Linked DNA regions of Mus musculus: all the other regions are linked to region 1. The links are chromatin contacts, called in public promoter capture Hi-C maps. All regions are on one chromosome and are shown on one strand. Each heading gives the region's core, a stretch centred on a gene start, on an enhancer-like site or on the middle of the called end of the contact. The rest is flanking DNA. Distances are from core to core; before and after follow the strand shown. Region 1 has its middle 110 kb from the start of Gm40029. Region 2 has its middle 30 kb from the start of Gm40029. Region 3 has its middle 23 kb from the start of Gas7.

The links. Promoter capture Hi-C pulls out the DNA fragments that hold promoters and counts their contacts. Capture Hi-C pulls out chosen DNA fragments and counts their contacts.
Region 2: a contact with region 1 is called in a promoter capture Hi-C map of cancer-associated fibroblasts, with 4 times the contacts expected there. The contact joins two enhancer-like sites. A contact is called at or near these places in 9 of 39 promoter capture datasets (the 3T3-L1 cell line, 3T3-L1-derived adipocytes, cancer-associated fibroblasts and 5 more), 26 of 484 Hi-C or Micro-C datasets (the 3T3-L1 cell line, adipose-derived mesenchymal stem cells, bone marrow-derived dendritic cells and 15 more), 2 of 115 datasets of contacts at active chromatin or transcription factors (bone marrow-derived dendritic cells and embryonic stem cells) and 2 of 9 other capture datasets (embryonic stem cells and liver).
Region 3: a contact with region 1 is called in a promoter capture Hi-C map of adipose tissue. The contact joins two enhancer-like sites. A contact is called at or near these places in 7 of 39 promoter capture datasets (the 3T3-L1 cell line, the C10 cell line, cranial neural crest and 3 more), 1 of 15 datasets of contacts at CTCF or cohesin (the NIH/3T3 cell line), 4 of 484 Hi-C or Micro-C datasets (bone marrow-derived macrophages, cerebral cortex, group 2 innate lymphoid cells and 1 more), 4 of 115 datasets of contacts at active chromatin or transcription factors (effector CD8 T cells, embryonic forebrain, memory CD8 T cells and 1 more) and 2 of 9 other capture datasets (adipose tissue and liver).

Annotation. Positions count from the first base shown.
Region 1 is chr11:67,454,175-67,458,730 of GRCm38.p6, forward strand. It overlaps a transcript of Gas7 not described here. Among named protein-coding and RNA genes, the nearest start is that of Gm40029, 110 kb to the left of the region's middle. Within about 2 kb of position 1,972, at least 22 of the 459 cell types and tissues checked have an H3K27ac peak or open chromatin away from gene starts, as enhancers often do. A contact at or near this core is called in the NIH/3T3 cell line, adipose tissue and cancer-associated fibroblasts, where this site is marked.
Region 2 is chr11:67,378,851-67,382,935 of GRCm38.p6, forward strand. No RefSeq gene overlaps it. Among named protein-coding and RNA genes, the nearest start is that of Gm40029, 30 kb to the left of the region's middle. Within about 2 kb of position 1,406, at least 54 of the 459 cell types and tissues checked have an H3K27ac peak or open chromatin away from gene starts, as enhancers often do. A contact at or near this core is called in cancer-associated fibroblasts, where this site is marked.
Region 3 is chr11:67,561,937-67,565,914 of GRCm38.p6, forward strand. It overlaps a transcript of Gas7 not described here. Among named protein-coding and RNA genes, the nearest start is that of Gas7, 23 kb to the right of the region's middle. Within about 2 kb of position 1,500, at least 117 of the 459 cell types and tissues checked have an H3K27ac peak or open chromatin away from gene starts, as enhancers often do. A contact at or near this core is called in the NIH/3T3 cell line and adipose tissue, where this site is marked.

The DNA of each region.
Region 1 (4,556 bases), core at 722-3,221:
TAGTCTGGGATTCTCCTCATCATTTAACCCTTATCTTTCAGGGCTGGGACTACAAGTGTGCGCTGTCATCCCTCCGATGCAGTTTTGTTTGACGGTGGACTTCTCCAGAGGAACATCCTGTTAGCACGGACGATGGTTTGATTTTGGACTGTAGGTCTTCGATTAGTGATGCTCAACTGATTATAGCAGTGATAGTGAAGGGTCCAGCTTTTTAGAGGTTAGGAAATGTACTTTAATTTTTAAGCTAGCAAAGAAAGGGGCCCTTTCCCTTATGTACTCTTGACATATGCTTCTTCAGCACCTGAAGTCCACGAATGTCTCAAGGGCAGGGAACTTGCAAGCCCCTGCTAATGTCTGCTAATGTCTGGTGGCTGACTAAATTGGTGGATACACCTCAGCAGACCCATTTTGAATTCAGGAGGGCTAGACCATGACATCCCCAGTTCCCCAACCATTTCCTGAGAAGCCAAACGGGCTCTTTCTCTCGCCTTTATTTAACCTTTCCACTATTTAGCCCCATCGGCCTGATTCCAAAACCCATCAACCCAGATGACTTACATCCTCATCTCCCCACCATGTCCTCCTCTGATATGACACACTGTCACTGGGCTTCCCGGCTTCGGCGCCAGGCTTCAAACCTGTCTTTATCCATTGTTCAGTTTCCTGTGAGTCAAGTTCAGCCAGGCTTCATGCACTACAATGATGGTCACAAACACAATCCCTTGCAGACACCTGGGAGGCAGCGCCGCCTGTCACCCACCACCAGAGCTAAACTGAAGGAACCGAGGGGCGTTCCCATTCCAGCAGCTCTGGGTGGCGGGGTCGCCCGGGAGTCCCTCTGCCGGGGAGCGCCCGGCCCTCCGCGGGCGTGGCCGGTCTGGCCCGGCCCCTGGCCCGCCCTGGTCGCCTCGAGAGAGTCCCCGCCCGGCCACGGGCCGCCAACCGCGCTCTCTCCGTGTCTTCCCGGGCTCCGCTTGCACCGGACGAGCCCCACAGAGGGGGATGCTACGCGCACCACCTCCCGGGGCAGTTGCACCTCTCTGCTCACTCCGGCGTCCCCAGCCGCGACACCCCGGGGAAGTTGTCTCGTGAGCCCGCCGCCCCCGGGTCTCCTCCTCCTGAGCCCCGCCCCCCGCCCAGCGCGGGGGACCGCACAGCCGCCCGGCCCGGGGGCGTCGCCGCTCGCTCTCCGGAGCCGGTGGAGCCCACGAAGCCAGCTCTGCTGGCGAGCGTCCGCTTCCCTGCAAGCAGCGCGCGTGGCTCGGCGGCCCGGAGACCCCTGCGCAACCCCGCCACGGCGCGCGCCCAAAGCGCGGGAGCCCGGAGCACCGGGCGCCTGGGACCCCGCGCAGCCGCTGGCCAGCCCGCGGGGCTCGGCAGGGATGCGGGCTGTGCTGTGAGACCGGGCGCCAGGGCCATGGCCGGCGCCCGCTGCCGGACCCTGTACCCCTTCTCCGGGGAGCGGCACAGCCAGGGGCTGCGCTTCTCTGCGGGCGAGCTGCTCACGCTGCTCCAGGTCCCGGACGGCGGCTGGTGGGAAGGCGAAAAGGACGACGGGCTCCGTGGCTGGTTCCCCGCCAGCTACGTGCAACTACTAGAGGTGAGAGGCCAGGGCCGGGGTCGGGGACCAGCTACCCTCCAGACAACCCGGCTTTGGGGGACGAAGGGTGCGGGGGAGGGGCTGGGGCGTGGACAGCGTTCTCCTCCTACCCGGCCTCCTGAGCACGTCGTGGCCTCTGTGGGGAAGCGAGAACTTGTTGCCTGTGCGAGTTCTGGAGCAAGCGGGCGCTCTGCCGCGGAAGACAGGGGCCACCAAGGGACTGCCGAGCCAGGTGGTCTTGGCAAGGCGAGAGGGTGATGGGGGTTTGGAAAGGTGGCCCCACAATTCCGCCTCTCTGGTAGACTAGCGGTCAGTCATGCTGACCAGGGACAGGTCGCCTGGCTGCCTCCAGGCGCCCACTTGCCGGACTGCTGAGAAGCACCAGTTAGCAATGAGCTGGAGCAGAGCAGCAGGCTAGACCCGTGGATACAGCTGGACCCTAGGTAGCCTCCCATCCTCTAGGATCAGTACCCTAAAGTGCCTTGTTCTTGGGGATCTGGCTTGGTCCCAAGGCTTCATAGGACTGCTGAGCCAAGTCAGCTGGCTGTTTATTGTCTGGGTGACAATTGCGAGGCCTCTTTGGCCTCTAATCACTGAGCTCATGGTCACAGTCTGAGTGAAAGCCCAAGTTTCTAAAGTCCTGTGTGTATGTGTGTGTGTGGTGTATGGTGGGGTGGGGTAGTATTTTTCAGTCTTTACTGACAGGCTGCTGACCCCAGGATTGTCATAAATGCTAAACTAGTCCTCACCATCAGTAATGTGTGTATTCTTAGGTTTTGGTAAAACCCAGCCTAAATAAGGGACCAAATTTATTTTTTACTGGGATCTATTTAAGAAGAGAGTAGCAAATTTTGAATGAAAATGTTACATGCAACTCTGGCCCACGGTGAGGTGGAGAGATGGTTGTACAGTGGGCAGGCCTGACAAGTGTCCAGTGGCAGCAGCATCAAATGTCTGTGCAGCCTTCGGAAACACATGATGCTTCTCTCTGGTCCAAGAAACAAACTTGCTCTAAATGGACCAAGGCACTCCTCAAAATGGACTTGGTAGTATTTCTAGGGGAAAGGCTGGGATGAGCTTCCTGGGGTCTTAGCAGAGGTGTCTCTGGAAGCTCATGGTGTGCTCTGAGAACCTGTGTCAGCAGGAGAGGCTCGGGCTTGGTTCTCTGCTTTTCCAAGTTCCATCTCTGAGAGCTACATTAAAAACAAAATTAATGGAAGTATCCTTTGACAGGGAAATCTTGAGTCTCCTGGCAAAAAGCTCTCTGAAATGCATGTGTGAGTTCTTTTGGTAGCCACATTTCCCCAGGAAATACTGATGTGGAAATTTGCCTGGTGATTGTCTGTCTAGGGAGGAGTGTCCCTGACTGGATTCAGCCAGCTGTTTTGGGTGGGGATTCCTAAGAACAGAGTGCCCCTGCTTTTCAATGGAGCATGAACAGACCCAGAAGACAGCAGAACTATCCTCTGTGTTGGCCTGGGTGTGCTTGTGGCATCCGTTAGCACTTATGGAGCTAAGAAGTCCCTGGTACCTAAGGACTTTTCAGACACCTCCAGTCTATTAATAGCACCTCAGTGCTACCAGGAGGACCCTCCAGTTGTACCTACACAAGCCATGTGGACTGTCATCAATTTCCTAACAGCTCTGTGAATGTCTAAGAGCTGTCCTCCATATAGGAAGCTTTATTCGACTTGAGCCGCAGTCTTGTAGCTAAGGCTAGCTTCAAATTTGCAGTCTTCTTGCCTCTGCTTCCAAGTGCTGGGATTCCAGGCTTGTGCCACAGTATCTGGCACTGTCCTCGGTTTTACAGACAAGAGAAGACACGACAGCATTCGAAAAGCATGTCTGTCACCTAAGGAGTCACGTTTGCCTGTTAGCCTAACAGCTCAGGTGGCTGAATAAATTCCTTGTGCATTTTGAACCCCAATCACCTGGACTAAGCTAAAGGAAGGGTCAAGAATGATGTATGTGGAGATGGCGGGCATTGCCCTCCAGTTGGTATATTGGTAACAGTATCCTTCATATGACCTGAAATTCTGGGGCCTAAGAGTCGATAGCTGTATCCTGGGACAGCCCGGACCACTCCTGCTGCCATCTCTGAAGTCTGAATCCACTCATAACCAGCTGATTTCCCTAAAGGTGAGGGCAAGGGTGGACCTGTCCCTGCTGCCCAAGTACTGACTAGGATTCTCTCAGCACCAACATAGAGGTTCGTGGATCCAGTTCTTGGTGGCTTGCAATCTCCCATGAGAATAAGCTGGACCACTAGGCAGAGGGCTGGGAAGGGACAGAGGACATGCTGTGGAGTCTCTTGGGGTGGGCTGAGTTTCATAGACAGGGAGGAAAGTTGAATAGCAGTGGGTAGCGTATGAAGTGTATGACTTCTGAGACTACAGAGTCTGGCAGCTGCTGGGAGGCAGAGGAGGGCCTGTGGACTCAGAAGCTGGTTCTGCTGTAGGGGTAGAAGTCTGAACAGAATGGACCTCATCAGCCTCCCTGGAAAGGGATGGGGTGACAGACAAGCAGCTGAAGAACTTGGTATTCCTCACAGTGTTCCTTTCGCCCTCTGGTGGAAAGAGGAATAAAAGGAAGTGTCTTAAAGGAGGATGTGAGATACTGACAAGAATTCGCAAAGTGGACTCTCTCTCTCTCTCTCTTCCTGGTTCTGACAAAGGATGGGAAGTTAGAGGCCAAACTTGGCAGGAAACACTATGGAGGGGAACTGGGAGCTGAACTCAGAAAGGACTACTAGATCTGCCTTGGAGATAGCCAGCTTCAAATGAGAGCAAGGATCAGGAGGACCTGGTCATTGGGGGCAATCTCTTTGGTCAAGACTCACGGGAACTGGAAAAATGATAGAGTGGGTATCTGGATGACGAAAGATGAACTCTAGAGGACCTAAGCCAGGACAGAGAGATAGAGGACCCAGGAACCCTGGCCCCAGGAGTCCTGGTTA
Region 2 (4,085 bases), core at 156-2,655, 76 kb before region 1:
GGAACCTACATTCCTGTCTGTGAGAGATGCTGGAATACGGAGAGCCAACCCCCAGCCTAACCCCCTAGCCTATGTCAGCTTAAGCAAGGTAGCTCATTGAAAACCTGTGAGAGGAGCGATTTCTTCTGTCTTCCTCGGGGCAAGGTTGGAGAGAGGACAGAAAGGACATGGAAGAAGGCTGCTGTGAAATCCCCTCTGTGCTGTTCTGCTCCAGGCCTGAGGACTGAGTCCGCTGTTTCAGAAGGTCAGCTCCAAATATCTAGGTGAAAAAGAAATTTACTAGCTCACCTAAACGAAATTCCAAGAGCAGTCAATCTTCAGGCTGCCTGCCTTCTCCAAAACATCATGTTCAGATGTAGGCATTCAGATGATTCATATTCTCTCTCTCTCTCTCTCTCTCTCTCTCAATCTCTCTCTCTCCCCTCTCCTTCCCCTCCCCTCTCTCCTTCCCTCTTTAAACCAACTGTATTTCTAAAATTTTTATTACATTTATGTGTGTGCACACGCCTATATGTGCACGTGTGTAGGCATTCATGTGCCATAGTGAACCTTTGGGAATTACGGGAACACTTCTGGCAGTCAGTTCTCTCTTCCATTATGTGGGTTCTGGGGATTAAACTCAGGTCGTCAGTCTTTTAGGCAGTGCCTCTGAGACCTGCTGAGCCACCTCCCAAGCCCTAAGTCAAGTGCACCGCCGAAAATAAATAAATAAAAGCTGCGACCAAATGGTTCCAAAATGAATGAACTTATAACTGACATTTTAAAATCCGATGGTTGCATACAGGCACTTGCAGGAAAGGGGAAAACAAAAACAACAGAACTGCTTTGCTTCAGTTGCTGCTGAACATGGTCCCACGTTCATGGGCAGGAGGTGGTTGGAGGATGCGGAGTCTGGCTGGTCAGGTCTGGGTCACAGGTCCTGGAAGTGTGAGTGTCATCAGCTCCTCCCAAGCTCCATAAACTGAGAGTGAGGAGGGTGGTTCCTAGCCTCCCACTGGGTCAGGTTCCTATTTCCAAAGAAACAGCAGGACAAAAGCAGCAGATGTTCCTTTTGTGGCTGGAGACCATGCTGAATGAATGAATCTGCGCTTCTTAAAGTTGGACCGACTCTGCCTTTCCTATGGGTCACTGGAAGGGCAAAGTGACACAGTGTCTGTAACCTCACAAATGCCAGCGGCCACTTCCCTTTCTTTCCCACTCACCCTCATTAGTCTCTTTCCCGGGGAATGACAGTGCCACTCCATAAGACTCTGACAATGTGGGACATGTCTCTCTCCTTGCTCACTGTTGAATCAGCCAGCGCTCAGGGCCAGCAGACAACTCTCATCTTTCACAGCTTGTACTAGACTCCGGCCTCTCCTAACATCTCATCATTTCTTCCTCAGCTGATGTCTCCAGTTGAGCTCAGTGCCGCTGGCTGCCGACAGCAGGAGGGAGAGACTCTTGCTCAGAGTCAGTGTCCCATAGTCAGGAACTTCCTGTCCCATGAGTCAGGAAGGACAGATGTGGGTGGGGCTAGACAAAACATCTGGACCCACAAAAAAATCAGGACATGGCTTCCATCTGAACCCAGGGCCACCCACAGCCAGCTGCTGGCTTGGGCAGGAGGATTGCTCTTTCTGGAGATATGTCAGCCAACTCATTTGATTAACAATGAATTAACTGAGGTCCTGTGTCCTGCCAGGAGCTATTCTTGGTACTGGGAAACAAACGGTTAAGTAAACAAGACCAATTAGTGCCTTCCTCTCAAAGACATAACCTGCCTCAGTTTCTTCCATCCTCACACTGCGTCCTGTAGAAACCCTTGCTCCGTTAGATTCATGCATTTCTCACCACAAAATTGCCAACTGTGTCAAGAGCCGACAGGCTTACCACCTTGTATCCAGCATAAAGGGGGCTGTGCACATACAGGAGAGACCAGATAGGATGGGTGTACATAACAGCATTGTTATAATTAAATAGCTAAAACTTAAGATGCTCGGTAACAAAGGTCTGCCTGAGTCTGATATGGTAATAAGCATAATAGTTACAGCCACAGAGTTAACTGGGTGCATATTACATCCTCAGTGCGCTTTCAAGAGCTTTCCGTGGATCATCTCATTGCTCACTATAGCCTGGCACTGGAGGCTCTTACTTTATCCTTATTTGACAGATGTGGCACAGACTGTTTAAAAGAATCTGTCAATATCAAAGTTTCTCTCTCTCTCTCTCTCTCTCTCTCTCTCTCTCTCTCTCTCTCTCTCTCTCTGTGTGTGTGTGTGTGTGTGTGTGTGTGTGTGTGTGTGTATGTTTGCGCATGCATGCCTGGGTTTGCAGCCACCATGCTGCCCTAGGATTGTGCATATTTTAAAGGGCAAACGCACAAGTGACATCAATATGACCACGTGAATGCTTATACTCACAGGTACTAAACAAAGAGTCCATGTTAATATGTACATGCTAGTCTTCATCATGTGAGAACATAGGGCTTTGTCAGGAAAGCCCACGGTGTGGAGAGTAAGATGGGGTTTCTACTGTACATGAATTTTTATTCCTTTGCAGGGTGTGAATAGCTTTTGTAAGTTAGCTGCCTGAGGGGTTCTGTCCTCAGGCCTCAGCAAATGACTCTCTAATTTGATAGAAGAACCTATTTATGACTCAATCCCTCAGCCCACTGTCAGGAGGCACGTCCACATAACCTCTGGAAACAAGGCTTTGGATCAAGGCCACCTTTGGGGGAGAACTGGCCATAGGAAGTGCTGGGGGGCTAAGAAGAGGTTAGGTGTCATTGAGACCGTCACAAAGAGCAACAAGGTCATAACAGCTATTTCATCGTGATCTTCTGCAAAGGAAGGTACCCTCTCACTGTTCGATTCTGTCCCCCAGTCCCTGAGTTCTACAGGGTGTCTAAGGGTGAATAAACACAGGGAAGCTCAGATTGGCAGTGTCAATAATGGGGAGTCTGGATGAGGTGAATCAGGATGGAACCTTCAAGAAGGTAGAGGGAACAAGAAAGCCCTGCATGGCAGATGCACAAGTTATGCAGTAGATATTACTGTCCAGCCCTGTGGTGGTTCCCTTTTTCTACCCTTTGGGGTTCCAAAGATCAGTAATATGGAAATATCCACATCCCACCCACAGCTGGAGCCACCCCAGGAAGTGTGAAAGGAAATGCCTGCCGTGCCAGAGAGAGGTGGGGAAGGAAGCTGGGAGAAGGGAGGCTGTCAGCTTGGGGGTGGGGATGGATGGTATCCATACAGGCCCACCCGAACTCGAGTCAAGGATATGAAGACGGTTTCATCAAGAGCAGTTGAGGGAACCTGTTTTGACTGGCCTCAAGGTGAAGCCTGGGAAATGGGAAGTGATAAGAGACTCACATCTTTGACATAGATGTTCATGAAGACAGAAAGCATTGCACATTGCTCTAGTCTAGAGTCTTGCTATTCTAAAGTGTGGTCCATAGTCCAGCATCAATATCTGTGGGTTCTTAGAAGTGAAGAATCGCAGGCCCCTTCCCAAATGTAGTGAATTCCGGGGCACCAAATCCCCAGGTGGTTTGTGGACATATTAAACAGTCACAGATCCAGAACACTTCTATTTAAGTTATGGTCTTGGACCATGCTCCATCTCTGAACTGTTCAGTAATGGTCTTCAACAAGACACAAATAGAAACAGTGTTTGGAGTTTTGTTTGTTTGGTTTTTTAAAAAACAAAACAACTTGACATTGCTGTGACATCCATGCCTATGGTCAGGAGGTCCATCCATGGTGTGGAGATGCATGTTCAGTACTGCAAGATGAGGCATAGGCTGTGCCTTACAGATTCATTCAGAGTGTGGAAAAATCCATCATTGCAGACATTTGACTTCAAACCAATGGCCCTCAACTTCTAGCCAGGAGAGAGCTGGCTAAAGGCCAGACTGTCCCAGTCAGTCTTTGACTCTCTAGTTCAGAGGTGGGATCTGAGATGAAGTTACATTTCTGACAGACTCCCTCTTCAAGCAATGCTGATATTACTGGTATAGGGACCACATGGAGACAAACAGGGCTCTCAACCAGAAATCCAACCCCATATACATGTTACCACATCTGACCAAATAGTTCTAT
Region 3 (3,978 bases), core at 250-2,749, 110 kb after region 1:
AAGAGTAGATGGCATAGAAGCAGATGGGGTGGCTCAGTGGATTATGGTGATTGCTGCCAAACCTGATAACCTGAGTTCAGTTCCCAGTACCCACATGTTAGAAAGAGAGAACCAACTCCAACAAGTTGCCCTTTGGCTTCCATGTACAGACCATGGCATGTGCATCCTTCATGCTAAGTGAATAAATAAGAAAGAAAGAAAGAAAGAAAGAAAGAAAGAAAGAAAGAAGGAAGGAAGGAAGGAAGGAAGGAAGGAAGGAAGGAAGGAAGGAAAGAAAGAAAGAAAGAAAGAAAGAAAGAAAGAAAGAAAGAAAGAAAGAAAGACAGAAAGGAATCTTTAAAAAGCGCCGTTAGCATATCTGATCCTGCTTTCTTTAACAGGCCAGTTTGTGATATCACCCCTCACCTAGTGTTTGAGAAGTTTTCACTATTTCCTAGTGATGGTAGTGGTCCATCTCTTAAACTATTCCTATGCATGTACTTGATGCCAAACACCTGCTTTGCTTCTGAGAACCTGCAGCTTGGCTACATGCTAGGCACACGGTGCCTGTGTAACCAGCCCCTAATAATAATTCTGGACCCTCGAGTTACAGTAGATTGTTCTTGGGTCAGAGGGCACATTACACAGGCAGGAGGATCTGAGTTCAGAGTCTCAGCAACAAAACGAGCCAGGCGTGGCCACCCCTGTGTTTTGTTATCTCAGCTCTGTGGGAGGAGGAGATAGGAGGATTGCGGCAACTGGGCTCCAGGCTCAGTAAGAGACCCTGGCTCAAGGAAATAAGGCAGAGAGCCATAGAGCAGGACACTTGATGTCCTTTTCTGACATCCTCCTGTGTGTGGAGGGTTGGGGAAGGGGTGGCAAAGACTGGACCTGGGGACTCGTGAGTTTCCTTAGTAGACAGTGATTACAATTACACATTCTGTCACAATCACTGCTGGGGGAGATCAGCATGCCCCACATGACTCTATCTGCTGGGAGAAATTCCCTGGGGAGGACTCTAGAACTCAACTCATTTACTCAAGGATTTGCCTCTGTCTCCACAGCCCTTCAGAGGGTTATTTTGTATCCTGTTGTTGAAATAGCCCTTAGCCAGGAGCAGAGACAGTGTGTCGAATCTTATGAGTTCTATTAACCAACCATCAAACCCAGGACTGGTCTAGAGGACCCACAATATTCCGTCTCAGATTGAGACCAGCCTCGGCACCAGCAAAAGACCTTCCTAAACCAAACAGGAAGAGGTGCCACGAGGCAAGTGCTGCTCCTGAGGAGGGCCAGTCTCTCAATAACGAATAAGGTGGGGCTTGCCTTCTCGGGGTACTGGTGTGATATGGCTTCACTTCTCACTGAACAGGAGAAGCAGGAGGCCCTGTTGGGGCTTTTCACACATGGCTTATGCCTCAGCTGTGACTCATACTAAAAAGTGCTGAAGGATGGAGAACACTCTTAGTGACCAGGGTGAAGGCAGTGTCAAAGATGCCACACCCTGGTCGTTATTTGCCTGTAACCATGACTACCATCTGAGATAGTGTCAAGATTAAGGAATGTTGAGATCTGCTTCCCTCCAGGGGACCTGACTCACTTAAGAAATGTACTTTCAACGAGGGTTCAGAATACCAGGAAGGGTTTAGTACCTGACTCCAACCCACTTGAGCCAGGGTCTTGAAAGCAGAGCTATACAGACAAACAAACAACCGTGCTGTGACAGAAGAACAGGACAAGACTAGGAAGTTTTCAGACACCCTTGGCTTAAGATTGGAGGTAGAGTTGTCAGGTTGTTCTGTGGAGACCACTGGTGGGGTGGCCTCTGTTCAGACTTTCCTCTAGGTGGTCGGGAGGAGACTTAGAGAAGTGGACCCATTTGACTGGTTGGAAAACTGAGGGAAGTAGAATATAACAGGAGACAGAGGAGACCCAGCTGGCATGGGATGGATGCTTGATTCTATCAGATCTCACTAGAACATTCTAGTAAGGATGATGGTAGGACCCAGCGACAAGAGCAGGAGCTATGGCATGCAGCAGAATACACAAAAGCAGGGCAGTCATCAATGTTTCATGTCCATCTGCCCAATTAAATCGTACCACTGTATAACTTAATAACAGCATCTCTATTATTTCTGTTGTCATGGGGACTGCCTATTCCAGATATTGTCCAGAGAGATCAAGTATCTTGCCTAAGCCAGGTGTGGATTTGAACTCAGCTCCCAAGTTCATAGTAGTTGTTGCCAGTACTTTGTACGGGGTTGGTTAGCTAGCAAGGTCACGACAGTGTCATGCTCTAATATCAGTGTTCTCCTAGGCTTTAAGCTCTACCCTTTTTTCACTAATAGACCATGAAATGAATAGAAAACTACTTAGAAAGTGAACCTCTTAGGCCAACCACCTCCTCGTGTAGGGTTCATCTTAGTGCTGCAAGCATTCCGGGAACCCCCTGGCTTTCTACACTTTGGGAAACCCCAGTTCACAGTCTTTGTTTCCTCTGTAAACCACAGAGAAAAGCTATCAGCCAGGGGTTTCTGCACCACCGTTCCTCAAAGCCATTTCTGTCCTCAGAGCATGTAAGTCCTGAGACTGACACACACCGTCTTCAGGTTCAGCTCAGAGTTGAGACTGTTGGAAGGGGTTCCTCAGCACATGTCGATGAGGATCTACATGCAGACAGCAGCCTGACTCAGTGTGGTTGGGGGTGGGGCAGCTGATAGTGGCTCTCACAGATCTGTCTTTGCTTAATCCCCAGAAACATGAATTTTTTGTTTGTTTGTTTGTTTGTTTGTTTGTTAGAAGAGGTCTTAGCAGATGTATTACATACATTAAGGCTCTTGAAACTGCCCTGGGTTATCTCGGTAAACCTTGATGTAATCACAAGTGTCCTTGGCAGGGGGCTAAGGTTGAGATAGGAGTTCGAATGTTTAAGGAAGAGCATGTTGAGGAAGCCAGAGGCTGACACAGCAGTAAGAGGACCGAGCAGCCACCAGGAGCTGAAGGAGGCAAGAGCTGAGTTCTATCACTTCTTAGTGGACATCCTACTCAAGTTGACTTTCAAGGAAAAAGGATTTTCCAGCTTGATATAACTGATCATTCCCTGGAAGTTTAGCTTCAGACAAGGTTTGATCAGGTAGCTTAGCAAATGTTAGCACACTACAAAGTTTTTGCCCTTGCTTCTTCCTTCTCTTTTCTCCATCCCTGTCTTTTCCATTGACTCTATTCCTTGGTGAGCTGTCTGGAAACCCACCCTCAACTTTCAAGCTTGCTTCTCATCATAATACCTCTTTTCCTTAATAATTCCAACCAGGGTCTAAGGATTCATTCTCATAGGTCTGTCTTGGGTCATGGGCACATCATTGAAATCGTTGCTCTGGCCAAGGCACAAGATCTCCTAATTACCCAAGCTGAAGCCATTGGTCCCAGAAACTGTGAGCATTGAAAACAGAAACTTGTGGATCTCTTACCAGTGGGGTTTATACATGATCACCAGTGGCAGGGAGATGCTGCACAGATCTGGATGTTACAGGCTGCTTCTGGTCTCATGGCTACAAACTCCGATAAGATGCCTTGGGATCCCACAGTGGCTTCTACACCACCACACAGATTGTCCTGGCTATTCAGGAGACCCCAAGCCATGTTCACCTCTACTCCAGCCTCTGCTGACAAGGGAGTCTCCCTTCATTTGTTGGGGAATCCAGCAATAGTAGCAGCTGCCATCCTGCGGGAGGAGGGTGGCAGGCATCCATTTGAAAGACCCATTATCAAAGCATCTTTGAACTTCTGTTGGGCTTATGTGACTAATGTTGGATGTGGGGAGGGAGGCCTGTGCAGGGAGAAGAGAGAAGGAAGCATGGGCCAGCACTCTCTTACAATAGGGCGTTCTTCGGCACTGTCTCAGTGGGGAGTGGGGTCAACTCACTGGACAGGCCGGAGCAACAAACAAAGGAGCTGCTGTGGCTGGATGAGAAAAATAGAAATCTGAAAAGACTTCCTGCC